Regions from separate parts of the Macaca mulatta genome. Here region 2 is linked to region 1. A link is a contact called in public Hi-C data. All regions are on one chromosome and are shown on one strand. Each heading gives the region's core, a stretch centred on a gene start, on an enhancer-like site or on the middle of the called end of the contact. The rest is flanking DNA. Distances are from core to core; before and after follow the strand shown.

The links. A called contact is a pair of places that touch in the nucleus more often than the background predicts.
Region 2: a Hi-C map of CD4 T cells shows a contact between it and region 1, with 3 times the contacts expected there. The contact joins the promoter of SYF2 here to the promoter of TMEM50A in region 1. A contact is called at or near these places in 3 of 14 Hi-C or Micro-C datasets (CD4 T cells, fetal cortical plate and liver).

What each region holds. Positions count from the first base shown.
Region 1 is chr1:215,691,841-215,694,922 of T2T-MMU8v2.0, forward strand. TMEM50A (transmembrane protein 50A) reads right to left here and starts at 1,486. Exons shown (of 7, transcript NM_001261245.1): 1 at 1,368-1,486. It overlaps RSRP1 (arginine and serine rich protein 1), which reads left to right and starts at 1,580. Exons shown (of 6, transcript XR_013405762.1): 1 at 1,580-2,789.
Region 2 is chr1:215,730,418-215,733,405 of T2T-MMU8v2.0, forward strand. SYF2 (SYF2 pre-mRNA splicing factor) reads left to right here and starts at 1,344. Exons shown (of 6, transcript XM_077969211.1): 1 at 1,344-1,402; 2 at 1,633-1,740. The coding sequence starts at 1,379.

The sequences.
Region 1 (3,082 bases), core at 236-2,735:
CATTATTTCTAAGTAGGTATTGAATTAGTTTAGGTGGTACTTTTAATATCAAGTATATGATTACTAATCCACAAGAGCTCTTTTGTATCATTTTGATTCCAAACTTATTAGATGACTTTGATATTTACAGCCTAGGAGTACTAACATTAGTAGAGAGACAAGTGATAAACTGTGGCTCTATGTGGAAGTACAGATTCAAATGAAAAATAATTCTCTAATTTACATATTTTATCACAGAACGTGTGTTTCTTCACACCTAAATTAAGAAATTAAACATTGCACTGCAGTTCTTACCTCTACCCACATCATTTCCCTTCACTTCATTCACTTCACTGTTTTTCTTTCTGCAAGCCTGCCTTTTGGTGTCATTTCTATGTAAAGAACATCCACTTGATTTTAATATCCCTATCTCTGATCCTAAAGGGTGTTTCCAGCCAAAAAAATGCACAAAATTGTGATTAATATTAATTCAGATTACAAAAATCCAACTATTTAAATATAGCAGACCCAAACTGTCTTTACAAATTACATAAAACACTCCTGTAAGCCGAGCTGTACAGACCTGACTTGAGACACAGCCATGTTATCTCTATTTCAGAGTATGAAAAAACCTGAAATACGTATAACTTGAGAACACCCTAATTCCTACAGCGAACTTGAGTCCCTTAAATTACTCTGCAGCCAGCAATTATAGTTGTCCAAAAATATGACACCCTAAAAAAGAGCAACGTCTCCCATTTTTAACTTCTTTCAAAAATTAAATATTAAAATACATGATTACAGCCAGTGCTAAGATGTCTTTGGGACAAGTTCAATTTAGGAAATTCACTCATTCGATTCTTCCCCGGGAAGAACTGCAATCCAGTGTTACTTTCGGTTCATCCCAATGGCCCCGCCCCGAATCCATTTTTCTTGCACGACGACTGGCACGCTCAAGCCAGACCCCGCCCTCCAAACTCTGGGAATTTTAGGTCTCGAGGGACGCGGCTGGAAGATGGGGGAGCCACCTTCAGCCCGGCCGCCCCTCGCTGAGGGAGCCGGACGGGCCACGCTCCTTTCTCGGAGCTTCGGCCTGTCCAGCTGTAAAGTGGGGGACCGGGGTATTTCCAAGAATCCTGGGATGTCCTGGGGGAGGGCGCGGTCCCGTCTCCGTCTTGGCGGGTCTGGACGCGGTCGCCTTCTCCAGGCGCCGCAGGACCCAGGAGAGGAGAGGTCTGCAGGGGCTCAGCCCCGGTCTGCGGCTTCCCGGAGGGTGGCGGCAACGAGCCTGTGCTGTAGGCACCAACCCGTCAGACGGTCCCGGCTCCGAGGCCTCTCCAGCCTTGAAGCCGCTCCTCTCCTGCCCCCATTCCCCGCCCGACACTTACGTCCAGCCCCGTCGTGCAGTGGTTCCGGAGCCCGGTGTAGCGCCGCGCGCAGCTGCCTCACTCCACCGGTTTCAGCCAAGAAAACAAAACGTCCACGGCCTCCAGACACCCGGATGCAGCAGTACCACCCCCGCGGCTCAGCCGCGCATGCGGACACGGGGCGGAGGGCGGGACGCCGGGTCCGGAGGGAGCCCCGCCCACCACGCCAACGCGTCTGCGCAGGCCCGGGCGCTCGCTGGCGGGGCTTTCCGCAGCTTTGGGATCACAGCTGGACGTCGGAAGTGCTAGCTTGGAGTACGCCCTTCGAGGGTAGGCGTGAGAAGTTGCTCTGTGTGCTGAGCTTTCTAAAGGAAGGTATCCGTTGGCCTTTGTACCCGTCTTGATTGAGGTGACGAGTGTTTTCTAGTACTGGGGTCGGCCCCCCAGCCGTCTCAGGTGTGGGTGGCAGGAAGAGTGCCGGGTCCCATGTGGTGCAAAAGTTGGGTTCCGGTTTGCAGCCACACAGCGCTACTCAGGACTTTTTAGTCTTGTTTATTTTCTCCGTGCCTGTTCCCGCCCCCTCGCGGTTCCACCTCTGGTAGAGGGGCGGGTTCAGCTCCAGGAGGCGGGGACTTCCCAGCTCGGTGTGGCTGGGGTGTCCCGTGGACCCCGGTCCCGGCGCGGTGACCCACTTATGGGACTTGGCCTTTCTTTGCTGTTTGTTTAAGGCAGGGTTTCTCAGCCTGGGCACTACTGACGTTTTGGGCCGGCTCATTCTGTCTGGGTTGGGAAGGGTAATGTCCCGTGCTGCTTAGAATGTGTAACTGCATCCCCCGTCTCTACCCGGTAGATGCAAGTAGCAGCCCCAGTGAACCAAAAATGTCCCCAGACTTTGCCAAATATCCTCCCCCTCGGGGAAGATCGCCTCGCTTGAGAACCACTGTTGGAGGAGAGCCTGGGTTTTCGGGAGGTGACCATTTACAAAGGGGAGGACGGTAAGAAGCCGGAAGCAATGATGTGTTAGCTACGTGAACGACTTGTGGCCGGGCTGGCCCCTCTTCTGGAAGCCGTCAGTTTGGGTCTCGCGTCTGGGATCGCCGTCGAGGAGTCAGATCCAGCCCCAGAGAGGGAGCAGGGTCGAGGTGTCGTTGCAGAAGGCGCCACCGGAGGAAGCACAGGGGCAACGTGCGGTCTTCCTAGCGGAGGCACTCGCGATCCTGCAGCCGCCGGTCCGGGAGGTGCTCGGTACCCCTCCGTGGTGCCTGTCCGGTAGCTGGTCACTCTCGGGGGAAGGTCGTGCTACAGAAGGGCATTATGCGATCACACAGAGACGGCGTTGCTGCGGCTTTGACCCTATGGTGCACCCGAAAGAACACAGAGGGTGGAGGGAGAGATCCAGGAAGAGGTCCCGGAGCAGAACCTCCTTTCACTTAAGTTAAAAAGGTGGGTCACTTGTTAAGAGCTACGCGCAGGTTCATCTGATTTACATGTACGGCGGCAGTATATGAATGGGATGGAAACCATGATGACTGTTGTTTCCTTTGATGGATGAAACTTATATCCCTTTGGGTTTTTTGTTTGTTTGTTTTCGGTGGGGGGGCATTAACCGATTAGTAGATAAAACTACATAGTATAATCTATATCCTATTTTTAAATGGACACGTTCTTACCACTCAGGAGGTTTATCGTGATTGTTTAATGTCTCAGGATGGAGGAATCTAGTGCAGGCAGTTCTT
Region 2 (2,988 bases), core at 94-2,593, 38 kb after region 1:
AGGCGGAGGTTGCAGTGAGCCGAGATCAGTGCCATTGCACTCCAGCCTGGGTCACAGGGCAAGACTCCGTCTCAAACAAACAAAAACCACACACACACACAAACAAAAATTCTTTTTATTTGTATTATTTTTTAATTTAGAGACTGATTCTCACTTTGTTGTCCAGGCTGGTCTTGAACTCCTGGGCTCAAGCAATCCTCCCGCCTCGGCCCGGCAATTTGCTGGGATTGCAGCCATGAACCACCACACCTGGCCAAGACCTGCTTCTTGGAGAAGGTGACAACATGCTAAGCTCTAAACGGAAAGAACTTTCCACTTACGGGAATGAATGGCACTACAGGTTCTTCCTGCCCACTACAGACAAAACCAATTCACTGAGAAGTGCTACTGCAGTATAGAGTTGTATTAATGTGACGCTGGCCTCAGGGAAGAAGGGTTACCACTCAAGTAAGTTTTCCTGAAGGGTCAGCCCAGAGGTTAGTGTTTTTCAGCTGGTTTGGTGTGGGCAGAGCAACAGGGAATGGGTGCTGCTGATTGGTTGGAGATGCAATCATAGGGGTGTGGACTACACTCCTCAACAGCTGAGCCCGCCTCTTGGGGGAGGAGTGGGGCAGAGGAAGCGGTTGGGTCATGAGTCACGAGTCCAGGTGGGGTCACTTAGTTGCCAGAATGCGAAAGTCTCAAAAATGCCTCAAAAGACCAATCTTAGGTTCTACAATAACGACGTTACCTACAGGAGTAATTGGGGAAGTTACACATCCGATGTCCTCCGAAACAATGGCTGGTTATCGTTTACTACATTTTAGCAGAATTCGCCCCTCATATACCTAACCTCCCGGTCTTTCATTAATTTCATAAAGGCAGTTTCAGCCCCCGAACAAGGCGGGGGACTGTTTAAGGGAGGGACTATGCTCATCCTTGCTTAAAAGTTAAACTATAAATTCTCCCATGGTGAGCTTGGTTTATGCCCAGGAATGAGCGAAGACAGCCGCCCTGCGAGGCTAGAAGCAAGTTGGAGTGAGCCATGTTAGATTTCTCTCACTCTTTGAAAAGGCGGTTTCCAGGAACAGCGTTCAGAGTAGGGGAGTTTCTATTAGACTCCTTTTGGTCATTTTTTTCTAGTCCTCCGATTCTGAGCTCTTCCCAACCCTTTTCTTGGCGACTCAACTCCCGCTGTCCTTGCCCACGCGGATTCTCGCGGCTGCGCGAGACCCTGCCCAATCCAAAACGTTTCACAGCTAAAGGGTCCCAACTTCCGGAGGCCGCCCGGAAGGGGCGGGGCTTATGGTAGCTCATTTGTACGCATCGGCCCGGTTGTCTGAAGGCTGACGGAAGTGCTGTATGTTGTTGCCGGAAGTGGGAAGAGAGAAAGGTTGTGATGGCGGCTGTCGCTGCATCCGAGGTGAGTTCGAGCGACTCTACACCGGGGGTTTTGTTGGTGAGGGTTCCGGGGAGCGGCCTGGAGAGAGGTGGAGGCGAAGTCTAGTTTCGCTTCAAGGAGGCTCAGACACTGGGATCAAGTCGGCCGTGGAGGCCCTAGGCCCAGCCTGTGGGGACCGGCGGGGACTCGGCCTGGGCCGTCCTGGGAGAAGCCGAGCTGGCTCTGCCTGAAGCCAGTTCTCTTTGCCGCAGGTGCTGGTGGACAGCGCGGAAGAGGGGTCCCTCACTGCGGCGGCAGAGCTGGCCGCTCAGAAGCGCGAACAGAGACTGCGCAAATTCCGGGAGCTGCACCTGTTGCGGGTGAGTAGTCTTGGAGGCCGGCTCAGATCCGTCACCTGGCCAAGCTTTTGCGCTTTTGTAGAGGGGACGAGGAAGCCACACCACTGCGTCTGACAGACCAACAGAGCAGGATCATCTGAGAGGAAAGCTCTGTTCGGTGGTACTCAACCCTGGCAGCACATGGGGATCGTTATGAGAACTTTTGAAAATATACCTGTTCACTCTAGCCCCCCTCCTACCCACATCCAATTTAATGTATCTGGGTTAGGTTTGCGAGTCTCCATTACTAACAACCTCCCTGCTCTGTGATTCTAACAAATTCTTCATTTTACCTAGGGAAATATGTAGAGCTAGAGACAGGAAGAAACTTGTGTCAGTAAGAGACCTGGTTCACTTGATTTAAAAAATAATCTTCTATCAGAATCTGTTTGAAAAGGGAGAAAATAATCATCTGTCTCTAGGACTTCTGGGGGAAAAGAATAAAAAGAAAATTTAAAAAATAATGGGAAACCTTTGAAAGTCTACAGCGTGGTAGTTCAGCCAGTTGATAGGGAATCGGATGTCTTAAGTGCCCTGGAAGTGCAGAGGAGGAGAGATGAATGCAGTTTGTGGGTCTCCAGGGGGTGCCTCGTAATAGGTGACACCTAAACTACTGTTTGAAAGCCAGACAACTAAAGGAGTTAGAGAAAGAGAATCCAAGCAAAGGGAACAAATTCAAAGAAAATTTGTATTAGGGATAAGAGTCCAGCAAATAGCTGGCTGCAGTTGGAGCTGAGAAAGAGAAAAGCAGCCCCTATTTCAGCATGGAGTGACCTGACAGGCCATGGGTTCACAAAACCCCAAAATCACTCTGACTGTTGTAGTGAGACAAAACAAAGAAGACTTCTTGAAGTACAAGGATGACCACGTATTTCTTTATTCTGGCTAACACCAGTGACAGTTATTACCAAATACAGCATTAGTCTCCGTTACTTCTGCCTCCTATATAAAAATTTAAGATACCTAATTGTAGAAAGCCTCTGCTTTCTGACAGTACTCAATCCAGATCCTTAACCCTCCCCCCAGTCACCTGATACAAACCCAAATCCTGGAACGAGCCCCTCCTAACGCCCTTTCACTCAAATGCCCACAGTTCTCCGTGGTTTGCTCTCTTCTTCTATGCAACAGACTCAACTTTGTTGACCATACGTGTGTTCTTGGTGTCTTTAATTGCAGGACTTTTCCAGAGCCAAGAATATACTAGGGATGGTAGTTGGGAGGAGTATCTCT